Linked DNA regions of Mus musculus: region 1 is linked to region 2. The links are chromatin contacts, called in public promoter capture Hi-C maps. All regions are on one chromosome and are shown on one strand. The core of a region is the stretch at or near the end of the contact, and the rest is flanking DNA. Distances in the headings are between cores, read along the strand shown.

Region 1 (6,551 bases), core at 2,559-5,058, 600 kb before region 2:
GGTACAGTGGATGCTTTCTTTTGGAGTTCTTGGTCTCAGTGGGTTCTGCATGGTGAAGAAAGCTATGTTCTTCCAAGGCAGAAGTGCTTCCCAGGCATTTTGAATAGGCTGCCTGGGGTTTCCTTCTTGTCATGTCCTCTACCTTCTTCACTTAAACCCATTTGAGAAAGACAATCCATGTGGCTTGAAAACTTCATGAACAACGGAGACTAGAGCTGGAAAGATTTGTATTTGAATTCTCCTCTTCCCACCCTCTGTATCTCTCCTGGAAAAAGTTCCTTTTGCTCAGGAAGCCTCAGTTTTCTCATCTCTGCAATGGGATGACAACACCCATTGCAGGTTAGTTGGGAGCACCAGACTTAATGGATAGGTGTTAATACGTAACAGCCATGAAGTCAGTATTTTGACTATGCCATTCCTCCTTACCCTTGTTTTAAAGATGTACAAAGACATACAAAGCCTTCCCAGGGCTACTTCCCACACTCCGTTTATGGGATAGATGATCTTAAAGAAGATGGAAACAAGACCCAGACAGACGGAGGGTCTTGTGAAAGCCGCTCTGGCTAATTAAGCTCTGTTTGTAGTTCTTTGGCAAAGCACAATCATTTGTTAGCTCTAATTAAAAGAAACTATAAAAACAACATAGAACCCAACTGAATGTTTGGAAGACAGAGGGTGGGGGATCAACCCTGTCTCATGAGGTTGGCAGCCTAGCAGTGCAGCAAGGACCCAGCTCATCCATGCTGGTCTGGACCACAGTGCCACAGTGCCACAGTGCCCTGTTCCCCATTCCAGATGAACCATTATCCCGTTAATGGTTTCCTGTGATGTCATCAAACTGCCACTGAGTTTTGCTTTCATTTTCCCCCAGCTTAAGGTTCTGGTAGACACCTCTTTATGAACACAGAATATGTCTCCTTTTTTGTTTCATTTGCTTCAGATAAATTCACAGAAGCAGAGTTGGTGGGTCTTGGGGAAAGGAACACTTTTTGTGGTCCATGATACATATTTTCCAATTTACCTTCCATAAAGGCTCTTGTTTACTTTGCTTCTAGCAAAGCTTATCTGTCTAGAAATTTCCACACCACCTTACGAGCCTTGAGTATTACTGTTTGTTGTTTAGCTTGCTACGTAGGTTGTGATTTCTTTTTAATTTAACTCACTTTCCTTTTTGTTAGTTCAAATGTACACATATATCTGTGCATATGTATCTGTGTCACATGTGTTCCAGTGAGTTCACACTCCGATTGGAATAGTATCGGGTATTTTCTGGGTGGTATTGGTAAGGCAAGTCTTTTGTTACAATGTGCAAAAAGTACCATGGCTATGTGTCTGCAAAAGGCATGTGCACTGTCTGCCCTGCCAGACAGTAATAATTGTCGTCCTAAAGCAGGGCTGCCTCCAAAGCTGAAGTAAACAAATGATTTTACAGCACACAATGGGAGTCCAGACTGACCCTGGTGAATGAAGTTGCTAATACGGCTTCCTGGGATGGATGTCAGCCAAGGGCTTCCCCGGGCGGGCAGGCAACTTAACAGTAGGTCCTGGTGACAGCTGTAAATATGGGACAGATAAGCCAAAGGATGAGGCAGGGGCTGGGCCATGGTGTGTGGGTGTCTGCATTGGGATGTGGGTGTGGAGTGAAGCCTAGAGCAGCCACACACCTCAGGGAAGGGGGCTTGGCATGGCTCAGGCAAGAACACTGAGGGCATCTGAGGTGGGGATGTGTGTTGAGAATTTTTCAAACCCCAGCAGAGACCCAGAACACCTCTGGTGGATCTGACACAGTGTCCAAGTGTTGGGAACAGGCAGACCCAGGTTCCCAACTTGGCTTTGGCTGCTGAGATTAGTGGAAGCTGTCCTTGTGGGCTAAAGGTTAGCTGGGAGCCTGGGCATGTTCTGTTCTCTTTTGCTTTGACCTCACTGGCCTCTCCAGGCCGGAATCCTTGTGCCTTTAGTCTGCCCTGTGCGACTCCCTGCTTGTGCTCAGAAGGCCCCTTCGAAGGCCTTTCTGCCTCTTTCCTCTCAGGCTGACCTTGAGGTGAGCTTCTTGAAGGCTGCTCTGATTCCTGGTAACACAGCTCCTGGAACACGCGTGTATCTGTATTCTGGATAAGCAACAAGGAAAATCTGCTGGTGGCCTCTCTTCTTGTGACATTGAAGGTATCAAGGTATCTGTTATTAGAGAATACACCCCTTGCTTGGACTTAAAAAGGGGGCGCCACAGTACTTTCTCATGCTTGAAGTACTATGCTAACCTCTCCTCCTCCTCCTGGAAGCCTTTCTTGACCTCTCCAGCTGGCAAAGGATTGCTTCCTTTGCCTTCCTCCGTGCCACCTTTCTTACAGATCTTACAGCCCTCGCTTGGTTGGTGCTTGGTCTGTTCTCAGGGTAACTCCCTTCCCAGCTACCCAACTCTATGGCCACGTCCGCGTCTTTTTTACCGCACCCTCTTGTGGGATAACCTTACCCCTCGTGCTGGCCTCGGCACTTTGAGGACTCTCAAGGAACATTTGCTGAGCGAGTGAGTGATGAAATCTTGCCTCTGACATCCACAGAGGGCTCCCGATACGGGTTCTCTTGCTTGGCCCAACTTTCCCGTCAAGGCCTGATAGGCATCATACACATTTGAATAATGACACTGGCTGGTGCTCATGGTAAGCCTTGGGGTACCAGCCCTGGTGGACAGTGCTTTACAAGCAGTGCTGAGTGCTATCTTTCCAGCAACACAAGGAAATTGGTATCCCCATCACCCTCATCACACCAGGACAAGTTTGAGGTTTGCTGAGGACAAGCGACTTGCCAAGGTTAAATCGTGAGGAAGGAACAGAGCTGGAATCTGACCCCAGTTCTGTGTACTGCCAATGTTCCTGCCTGGCCACACTGCCCCTCCTCAGGGTATCACATCTCCTGTTTTGCCCTTTGGACCTTGAGTTCTAAGGAGAAGGAACAGTGTCTTATGTGTCCTGGCATCTCCAGGGCCCAGCACAGGGCTGGGTGCAGGTAGGCGGCTATAAATGTTGATGAAAGAGATGGCTGGATGGACAGACTGCTGGTGTCTGCCCCAGCTCTGTTGCAAGTGGGGAGTTCCTGCAGTTCTACAGCACACTGGGGTGGGGGATGGGGGAGGGGTGGGGTTTAACTTGGGGCTGATCTTGTACCCGGGTTGTTCTGGTCATAAAACGCAAGGTGTGTCACCGTGGGGACACAGTGAGCAATGTGCCTGCCTGCCAGTGTATCAGATATGTCTTGCCAAACACAGGCAAAATGAAATGTCCTGGGAAGGCAAACAGCCTCCTCCCTCCTGTGCCAGAGAGCAGGATCATTGTGTTGTACCTACACGCAAGTTCCTCCAGTGTCCCCGCTGATGGCCATGAGAGATAACACGGGCCGTGTGTGTCTCTCTGAGTGACGAGCAGCTGTCCTGGATATGTAGGTGCTGTAGGGTCCCTAACGTGTAGCTGGGTCAGGTTATAATCTATCCAGGGAACAGGCTCTTAGGAGGGGTGAGATCTCCCAGCTCAGGGCTGCAGTGCTTGTGCCCCTAACATCAAGGACTGTGATCTGGGATTGGTCCTTCTGCTCCAAGCTCACTGTGTGTGTAGACCACCTGACTGTACTGGGGTGTAGTTATTGATGTATAACCAAGGCCCAAACGCAAATGGTGGGGGCACTTATTTTCACACATCTACCATCCGGTTTCCCAGCATGCCATTTGGTTTTGCTTACAGCGCCACCTCCAATGGGTTCAGAGATTCAATTGCAGACAGGAGCAGTGTTCACTTGAATTGGCCTTTGCTCTGTCTTTCCCTTTTACAGGGAGCAGTTCATTCAGGCTATTGATATCCCCATGCCATGGTTAGTGGCATGGAGTTAGTGTTAGCATTTGGCTTGATACCGACTTCTGCTAATCACCGTGCCCAGGGCAGGTCACTTCACCTGGCTGAACTTCTGCTTCTTCACCTACAGAGTGTTCTGGTGGCACACAGGTCAGTGGAGAGGGGCATGCATGTGGTGTTGCTCAGGACCAGCCCACTAATGGATTCCCTCAGGGAGGGCGAAGATGCCACTAGATCAGCCATCTGTTCTGTCCCCTGATACTTTGATATCCTAGCTGTCCCTGCATCCCTTTGATCTCCCTTCTTTGGCCTCCTCAGGACCAGGAGCCCTTTCCAATGTATCAGCTCACTTTTTCCTTGGTCCTCCCTGTTAGATGCTCAGGAACTTGTTTGGTGCAAGCTTTCTGTGCCACTTGCTCAACTCTGCACCGATCTGGGGCACAGCACCCCTGTGGACGTTTACCTCCCTTTCTGGGCCTTCACTGGGCCTATGGTTTCTTTCTTCCTGTATCTTTCCTTCCCTGCAAGAGTGTGTGTTGCATGTATCCCTGTAGTGGTAGTGTGTATATGTGTTGATGTATGTGGTATATATGTGTGGTATGTTTGGGGTATGTGTGGTATGTGGGTATAGAATGGTGGTGTATATGATCTGTACATGATATATAAGGTGTGTTGTATATATGTATGGCATGTATGATATATGTATATATATATATATATATTATGTGTAATATATATGTCTATAATGGTGGTATGTTCTGTATATACAACAAGTCTGGTATGTCTGGAATATATAGTGTATGTGGTATGTATGTTGTATGTAGTATATATGGTGAATGCATCTATACTGGTGGTGTGTGGTATTTGGTGTATATGCTGTGTCTATGTTTGTGTAGTGATATGTAACATACATGTGGTATGTATATGGTATGTATAGTATATATGTTATATGTATACAACATGTGTGGTATTTGTGTTGTATGTAGTGTATGTGGTATGTGCTTGTAGTGGTGGTGTTTATGATATGTGGTAAGTATATGGTATGCATCTGATATGTATGGTATATGTAGTGTATTAGCATGGATGTTTGGCATGTATGGGGCATGTGGCATTTATAAGGCATGTGTGACATGTATGTTGTTTGTTTATGGTTCATAGTATGAATGTAGTATGTATCTCATGGTGTATGGTATGTGTAGTATATGGTATGTGTTTTTGGCATGTGTGTTGTATGCAGTATGTATGGTATATAGTATGTATATAGTGTCTGGTATGTGCAGTATCTGTGATATATATGTTTAACATGTATGCTGTATTTGTGGTGTATGTGTGCTGATTCTACAAAGAAAAGTATGAATGAGTGTGGGCAATGCATCTGCTATATGCACTCACATAGCAGTGGGGGTGCCAGGTATCTGAGGCTGACATCTGAACATGTGTGTGTAGACAGGGCTCTCTGGCTGTGTGTGGAGTGAGTGTAAGGAGTGGAAAGGAGCATGAAGTGACTCTGGTAATGCCATATGCAAATGTCTATGTGTGTGTGTGTGTGTGTGTGTGTGAGAGAGAGAGAGAGAGAGAGACAGAGACAGAGAGAAAGAGACAGAGAGACAGAGAGAGACACACACAGAGAGAGAGACAAAGAGACAGAGAGAGAAAGTGTGTGTGTTGTCTCTGGTGTGAGACTGTGTGGTACGACATGAAAAAGTCACGTGAGCACATGTGTAGGAAGGCCAGCGTCCAGGTGCTATGTACAAGTGTGTGCATGACACTATAGAATGTGCAAAGAGGAGCTTGTGAGTGTGGTGAGTGTCATGAGTGTGGTGAGTGTTGTGAGTGTCGTCAATGTGATGAGTGTCATAAATGTGGTGAATGTAGTAAATGCGGTACTCCCTACTATCCATGGTAGTTAACACGGGATGCAGGAGCCTCAGTTGGTGGATTCAGCCCATGAATAGGTCATGATGGAGTGCAGTTGTAAAAGGGTCTGTGTGTAACAGACACAGGTGCTTAGGGCTAAGGGCCAGGGACCAGCTAAGTCAGTCTTTAGTTTGTGCTACTGGGGCCTCACTTAGCTCTGTGCAGAACTTGTCAGGGCAGGGGTGAGTCTCCTTTTGTACAGAGCCCTGATCAAGTCCCTGCCCATTCTCTGTCCCACACGGTGGTAGTGAAGAATTCCCATACGCCTCCTGAGCAAGAGTTACACTCAGGACCTGGGAGAGATGATCAGAGGGCGAGCCCTGGGCTAGAGCAGGCAGAGAAGGAAAGTGCTCTGACTCCAGGCTGCTTGCTTGCTCCGGATATGAACTGGGCTCTCTACTGTTCTGAGCCAGGCTCTCTCCAGTTCTCTCTGCTTCTTCCCAAATGAGGTTTGGAGACAGTAAGTCAATGACAATGGCCTTTCTTCTCAGTCATATTCTGAAATCTGTGGATGTCTTTGTCACCAGTGTCCTAATAAATTTTCTTTCTCAAAAAAAAAAAAGAAGAAATTTTGTTGAACGAATTAATGACATAAGAATGTTTATGGTTGCTTGGGAGAAGGCAAAAATATTTGAAATGTTCTTATTCTACAACACACAAGACCAGATGTGTGGCCACACTGGGAAGAGTGTGCATATGTGAATGTGTACACCCGTGAGTGTGAAATGTACAAGGGCAGAGACAGATAGCCCCTCCCCTCTAGCTATGGCTACCCCTGGAGCTGAGATTCCCAGG
Region 2 (7,241 bases), core at 2,936-5,435:
ACAGTGTGGAATCAGTTCATTGTCTCAAAATAAATATCTAAAGTATTATACTGTTTAAAAATATTCAGAAGTGCCATGTGTCCAAGATTCTGGACAGAGCATGTGACAATAGGCAATGAGAGGAAGTCAATTTTAACCAAGTCCCAAATGATTAGCAAAAATTAGTTTTCAAAAGCAATCACACAATCTGATAGTCAGAAATGAGAAGAGAAATACAAGAAGAAAAAGTTTAAAAGAAACTTAGAAAAATTGATCGTGATCCCTTAAGGAGCTAGAGCAGAAGCATATAAAAAAATAAAAGATGAAATGAGAGAAAATGATAGAAATATAGAAAAACATAAATGAATCACCAATGCTTATATTCAATATAAATAGGGTGGCTATTGAGATCTCACACCTTATGTTTTGATTTTACTTTAACTAGTTGGGCTGGAGAGATGTCTCAGGGCTGGAGCGGTAGCTCAGCACTTAAGAGCTCTGTTTGGTCACCCAGAGGTCTTGGGTTTAATTCCCAGTACCTACATGACATCTCACATTTGTTTGTAGCTCCTACTCCAGGGAACCTGGCACTTTCACAGACATACATGGAAGCAAAGCACCAAGCCACATAAATAAAGAAATTAGACAGAGAGAGAGAGAGAGAGAGAGAGAGAGAGAGAGAGAGAGAGAGAGAGAGAGAGATTCCTTTAACTAGTAAGGTTAATTTTATACAAATATATCTGTCTAGGGCTACTGTTTCAAGCAGTGTAGATTTAGAATATGCATATAGAAATTCTAGCAGGTAAGTGATAATAAAAGTGCAGGAGATGGAGAATAACATATATACATTGTCAGAATGATGGCAGAAGAGACATTGGGTTCAAATAGCTTCAGAAATAATCAAAGATGCGGATTGTCAGGTTCTAAAAACCAAAACTGTCCCCAAGTAGGAATTAACCATCGTCTAAGAATGAGACTAGAGAGTTGGCTCAATGCTGAAGAGGACTGGCTTGTCTTGTCTAGGGCTTGGATTCAGACCCCAGCACTTACGTGGAGCCTCACATCTGCATGCATAGCTATATGTAGAGAACTCTATGTTTTCTTCTGACTTTGGTGAACACAATATTCCTGTAGTGCATAGACATAACTTGTAGGCAAAACACCTATCCACATAAAATAAAAATAAATAGGTCTCTTAAAATAATCTTCTAGGCACATTACAGCAACTGTAAAAGGAGAAGAAAAACCATGAGGGGGTGGAGGAATAGTCATGTTCTCTTCAGTCGAGCAGGGTTGCTGACTATTCAACAGCTACAATAGAGACCAGAAGAAAAGGTCAAGCTTACCATTTCCTGAAAAATAATAAAAAATAAGGAAGCAACCACACTCCTATGCTAAAACTGCACAGCAAGGTATCATTTTAAGAATGAAGGTAAAATGAAGACATTTTAGCGCCAAGAACAATGGAGATAGTTTAGCACAAGCAGATGCTACCAATGGAAGTTACAAAATGATCCCAGATGGTTGGTACAAAATGCCAGGAGAAACAGGAAGAACAAAAAGTGATAAATACACAGGGAAAATATAAGGAAACACAAACAACAGTTTCTGATGGTCTGTCTCAGCACAGCTTAGCAGCGTATGTAACATGTGTCATGGGAATGCTTTACATACACTATTAGACTTTGTATAGTCTGGGTTGAGGAGCTATATTAAAGTGTCCAGCAGGGTGTCCACTATTAACATTTGCTACAGAGAAGAACGAAGCAAATAAGACATTTAGTCTTTGCCCAGGAAGGATGGAAGGTGTTTGAATTAGCTGAGGCCCACTGTATTTACACAGCTTAATTTAGCATTTCCAGGTAACACCACAAGCTGGCTGAGTCTAATATATAATTCATACGTTGAAGTTTCTGCCTGTCCTTTCTAACTCTTGGCTTTGGGCAAATTATCCAAAGTTTCCAATTTTCGTTTTCTTAACCTTTGAGCCTATTGTGCACGGCTCTCCGCACAACCACACTTGGCTCCCACCCACTGACTTCCCTGAAATGTCATGAACTCCTTGGCAATGCACTATAAGATCTTTTCTCTGATTTGATTTATTTATTTATTATTTTTTTGTTTTGTTTTTGTTGTCTTCCCCTAACCATTCCGGTATTGCTTCAAAACTGCATTCATTTGTGTCCTGTTCCCTTCTCTTCCTTTGACATTATACCTGTATTTTTAGAGACCTCAAACTCGGAGTTTTGTCCTCATCTTGAGTTCATACAATATGGATTTGGCTTCTTACTGACTCAAACATAGACTCCATGGTCATACTCTGTGTGTGTGTGTGTGTGTTTGTGTGTGTTTCCTTCACTTGAGTATGTGTGTACACATGTGTGCACACACATGCAGGGGCCAGAGGGAGATGCTGGCTGTCTTCATCTGTTGCTCTCTGCCTTACTTCCTTGAGACAAAGTCATTCACTACTTTGATATATGTTCATATCCTTCCTTTTTATCTTTTATCACCTTATTGCTAACCATTTTCGTTATAGATTACTTCCTATAGCTATTCTTATGCTCAATTCTTAAAAGTACTTTTCATATTATCTACCCAAGATGAAAGAATTTTATTGAAGGCTACTGTTTGTCAGCAAATGAGTAGATAATCTTGATTTATGAGAATCACTTTCACTTGGCTCTCCTTATATATGTGGTTACGATTTAATCTTCGCACCCTTCTCCATGGGAGGAGTTGACTTTCTTTCCTGAGAAGACAATGAACTGTGCTTCTTCTAGAGCAGTGCCTAAGCTCTAACCAGCTCTCCTTAAGCAGAGCACTATCAGAGCAGTGCAGGGATAGCTGAATCTCTGAAGTCAATGCTCAGGCGAGAGAAACTCAGGGCATCATCCCTGCGGTCCAGCGATACTGCAATTTTATGTTTGCACCCTTGCCGTATGCTACGGGGTACTGTGACCTAGTGAGCGAATACCTCTCCTTCCTAGATCTACAGGTGGTTTCCCAATGATGCTACTACCAAAAATTGCAATAAGAAAATGAATATCATCCTTGCCTCACAGAGACTGCACTCACAAGAAAGAACCCTCGCAGAACACTTTTCACTTCCAATCAGAGTTTTTGAGTAAATTACCTATTTGTAATAATAAATGGCGGGTCCACCCAAGTTGGCTATCATCTCCTTGACACCCCTGACTCTTGACTCTGGCCTCCTGCGTGAGTTTTAGTCCTGGTGGCTACTTTGCTTCTCTTTCTTTGTGTTCTGTGCGATGGGTGGGAAAGTTGTTCTGGGAGCTTTTCCTAGCAGATAGAGTTTTTAAGTTGGAAAGGTGGTGACATGTCTAATAAAATTGCCCTGTCTCTAAGAATATTCTATATTTTGGACTTATCGCTGGGTCAAATATCGTGTCTTTCCCATTATAAATTATTGAAGTTAGCTCTATATAAATAGATTTTTAAAATAAAATTTGGATTGGAGACAACTATGAGATTGTATACTCATTTAGAAGTAGCAGGCCTCTAGTTCTCCCAAGGCTTTAGGGCAGAAACTCTGATCACACTACTTGTAAAAGAAAAAAAAAAACCATATGGATATCAAAGTTGAAAGGTTTTGCTAATGAACTACATATTCACTGTGTCCCTCCACTAACCTCTTATGCTCTTCAGAGGATCACATATTTGACTATCTACCTACCTATCTATCTATCCATCCATCCTCTATCTATCTATCTATCTATCTATCTATCTATCTATCTATCTATCTATCTATCTATCATCTATGTTTATATTTGTTTGCATTTATTTTTCTTTCTAAAAATATTTCATTTTTTGTGTATGACTGTTGTATCTACATGTTTAATGTTGTCACTGTCATCATTCCCTTGTCTTCCCCATAGAAACCTTTTTAGGGCATTATAATCTGGTTAAGGCAGAAAGGGCCTTACTCAGGTTCTCCACCATCTTCTGCGTTTCAAGCAAAGGAAATCCTTTTTCCCTGCCGTTTCTTAGATTTTGCTCATTTGGCACTGATTTTAGTGTTTGGGAATGTGGAAGATACAGAGCCAACTGGAGACAGAAAGAGCCATGTCATCATTAAAAATAAACAGAGACACAAATATGTCAGAGGGCAGAGGCAGGCACTTCACTTCATTGTGCAAGTGATTTATGGGGGAAGCTAATTTTAAACAAGCCTGAGCTGTGCTGTGTGGTGCCTTTCAGCCAAACAAACAGTCAGAGCGCCCTTTCGACAGCAGCCTGGAGCTGCTGTCTCCTCTCAGAGTAATCTCATTTTCTTGGTGGTGTAAAAGGCAGTAAGTAGTAAGGGGCTGTTTACTCTCAAAGGAAACCCTGGCTAAGACACTGAAGGCAGACCCTGTTAAATGCCAGAGTCAGGAGGACTCTGGCTGGGAGACAACTGCCTGCCCTCCAAGAGGCAAACCCACAAAGCCTAGAGCACCCATTAGCAACAAATGAAGCAGCCCTTTCCTCCTGTTCAGTAAATTCGTCTGTTTGTTTTTGTTTTTCCCTCAAAATAGCACTGAGACATGAAAGACACAAACTGGCTACCCAGGAAATCAGTGTGTGTGCTGCATTCAAGCCTCCTTATTTCTGTCTCTTTGGTAACAGATCAGATGAGGGCTGAGGGTTATTCTGAGGCTGGGCCCTTGGGTGGGCAGGCAGGTAGCAAAGAATCCCCCGGTTGAGAAGTGGGAGGGCCACCGTCCCGTGCCAGAAGTGCAACTCAGGATTAGTGGACTCTGTCTTTAGATTGGAGGCCTTACGTTGTTAGTTTTCTCTGCCTCCCAGTTTCATGGTCCCTCTACACATATCTCCAAAGGCCAACACCGAATCTAAAGCCCCTATAGTTCAATATTCTTCTATGGATCCCATCATAGATGTGTGTATGTGTGTGTGTGTGAGATCACATGTTGCCTGAAATAACTTCAATGAATATATGTGTAGTATGAGCCATACAGATGTGTACCAAAGGCTACCTGAAAAGTCTAAGATTGGAGCACTGTGATTAACTAAAATGTGATATGTTTAGGGAAATATACCAGAATATTTCTGCTCTTTGAGAAGAAGGAGTAGGACATATGTCCCTTTGTTCCCCACCTAGTGGCAGCTTGGAAAGACCCATCAGGAGAGCTTCACTTCTTCCTTTGGATTCTGTGAACAGAGTGGATATGCCAAAGGGTTCCAGCAACCAGTGAGGCCCAAGCACTGACAAATGAGAACTGAAATCAACTATGCAACTGGAGTCAGCTCCTGCAGTGTTCTGCTTTGCCAAGTATTTACTCTTAGGTTCCCAAATAGTGGGAGGTCTGGAGCCCTGGCAGGAGGCTGGAAAGCCAAAGGCATTGGCTGGGAGCTTAGGGAGAGCTCAGAGCATGTTATTCACCAATTACATTGAGAGCACCTTAACACATACACAGAGAAGATGCTCTTCTAGTGTGCCCCAGCAGGCTAGCAGACCTCCACAGCAAACCAAGTAGGAATTGTGGCCAGGGAATTCTTGCATGGTTTCCAAGCCCTGGTCATACTACATGCTCCCCATGGAGACGTCAGCCATATGAGCTGGAGAAAGAGTAGTGACCTTCATCCCTTAAGGGTATTTTGCTTGCAAAGCTGCTAGGGAGGAACATAGGACAAGAGCAGAGATGATTTAAGGTAGAGTGCAAACTCAACAAAATGCAGTGATCACCAGTCCTCAGATTGCTGATTTTAATGCATAAATTTCATTCATGGGAATCGCAAAACAAGCAATTCCCATTAAGCATGGTTATCAAAATATTTCAAAAATCCTTAACATATTAAATAACCAGATCTAGAGACAATGCTAATAAGTGCAATTTTCATAAATATGAAGTCCTAATAAGCATAAGAAACTCCTGTCACAGTCACATTAGCCTATAAAGGCACATAATGATTGCACTGGTGTCAAGAGAGCTAACCTCTAATAAAGCTGTGTTTGTAATGAAAAACACGGATAGTCTTGCAAACCTGAAGTTAGAGGATGGTGAAAACAAATAAACAAACCGTTCACATTTAAAGAAGCCAAAGGTTTTCTCTCATAAGACCAGTTGGGAAATAGATCCTTTGTGCCAAGGGGCTCAGGTAGAATCCCCATAAGAATAACCCGTCAGAGGCAAAATGAATTGTAAAAATCTGTCCGAGGCCAAGGAAACCCAGTGTGCACAGGTGCCAGTCAGATACGGCATTTCCAAGCCTTTGGGCTGTCATCTTTCTCCTGTGTAAGCAAGAGACTGGGAAGTTAATACAGGACATGGCAGAGGGCGGATGGTGTTAGTAAGAAGATCAGGTTTGTGTCCCGCTTCTGTGTATTTCCAACCTGCTGCAGAGTCAGATGAGAGCAGAGGGTCAAGGCTATGATCATTGCCCTCCGAGGACACAGTCATCACCAACCAGAGACGATTACAGGCAGTTCCAGCAGGCAGAGTTAACTTTGTTTATCTCAAAGAGAAGAGATAAATGCTGTGGTCTTCCTAAAAGTTAACCCAGTGTATGGGGGAAGGGCCTGGATAGGTGCTCAGATACGGGCGAATGTGGGCTTAGGGGGGAATTAAACTGCTTTGGATTGCATCCTGTGATCTAGTATATTAGTTCCATGAAGGTGTATGTGTGTGTGTGTGTGTGGGGGGGGGGGGGGGCTATGTTTAAATGCATACAATGAAAAAAGTTATCTGCCTGAAGCAAAGTATACTATGTTGCCTGAGGGTACAGTCTACAGGCATAAACTGTGAAATATTCCTGATGAATGAGTGCTGTAATAGACATTTGTCAACCACCTGCAGGATTCACGTCCCTCGTAATTCCGAGAGCCTGTGTCTGACCAATGCATGTCAGGGAGCTTCCAAGTCAGTGCCAAGGCATCCTTCCTGTTGTCTTATCTCAGACAGAAATGATCATGAACCTGAGATGGTGCAGGATGAAGCTTTCCATAGCTGTTCATGCAGAGAGTGGCTGTTAAACATCACAGGTAACCAAGGGCCTTTGCAGTTGCTAAGGGAGGTGTTATACTTAACTCTCAGCAACAACAATAAACAGCTGGTGGGTACACCTGATGTGCAGAATGAGTGTTTCTGACAGTTCTGATGGGATTGAATGAACTGTTGGTCTGTGGTCAAGAAATCCTGGACTTAAAATACCATCTATCACTCAACAGCTGTGTGAAATTCTGTATGTTCTTTAGTGTCTCTGAAACTTGCTCCACTTTTAAATAGAACACAGATAACGGA

Evidence for each region. Promoter capture Hi-C pulls out the DNA fragments that hold promoters and counts their contacts.
Region 1: a contact with region 2 is called in a promoter capture Hi-C map of liver. The contact joins two enhancer-like sites. A contact is called at or near these places in 1 of 39 promoter capture datasets (liver) and 1 of 115 datasets of contacts at active chromatin or transcription factors (embryonic stem cells).

What each region holds. Positions count from the first base shown.
Region 1 is chr2:160,329,523-160,336,073 of GRCm38.p6, reverse strand. It overlaps Gm46773 and a transcript of Gm826 not described here. Among named protein-coding and RNA genes, the nearest start is that of Gm826, 5.3 kb to the right of the region's middle. Within about 2 kb of position 3,808, at least 18 of the 459 cell types and tissues checked have an H3K27ac peak or open chromatin away from gene starts, as enhancers often do. A contact at or near this core is called in liver, where this site is marked.
Region 2 is chr2:159,729,530-159,736,770 of GRCm38.p6, reverse strand. No RefSeq gene overlaps it. Among named protein-coding and RNA genes, the nearest start is that of 4933416E03Rik, 210 kb to the left of the region's middle. Within about 2 kb of position 4,185, at least 53 of the 459 cell types and tissues checked have an H3K27ac peak or open chromatin away from gene starts, as enhancers often do. A contact at or near this core is called in liver, where this site is marked.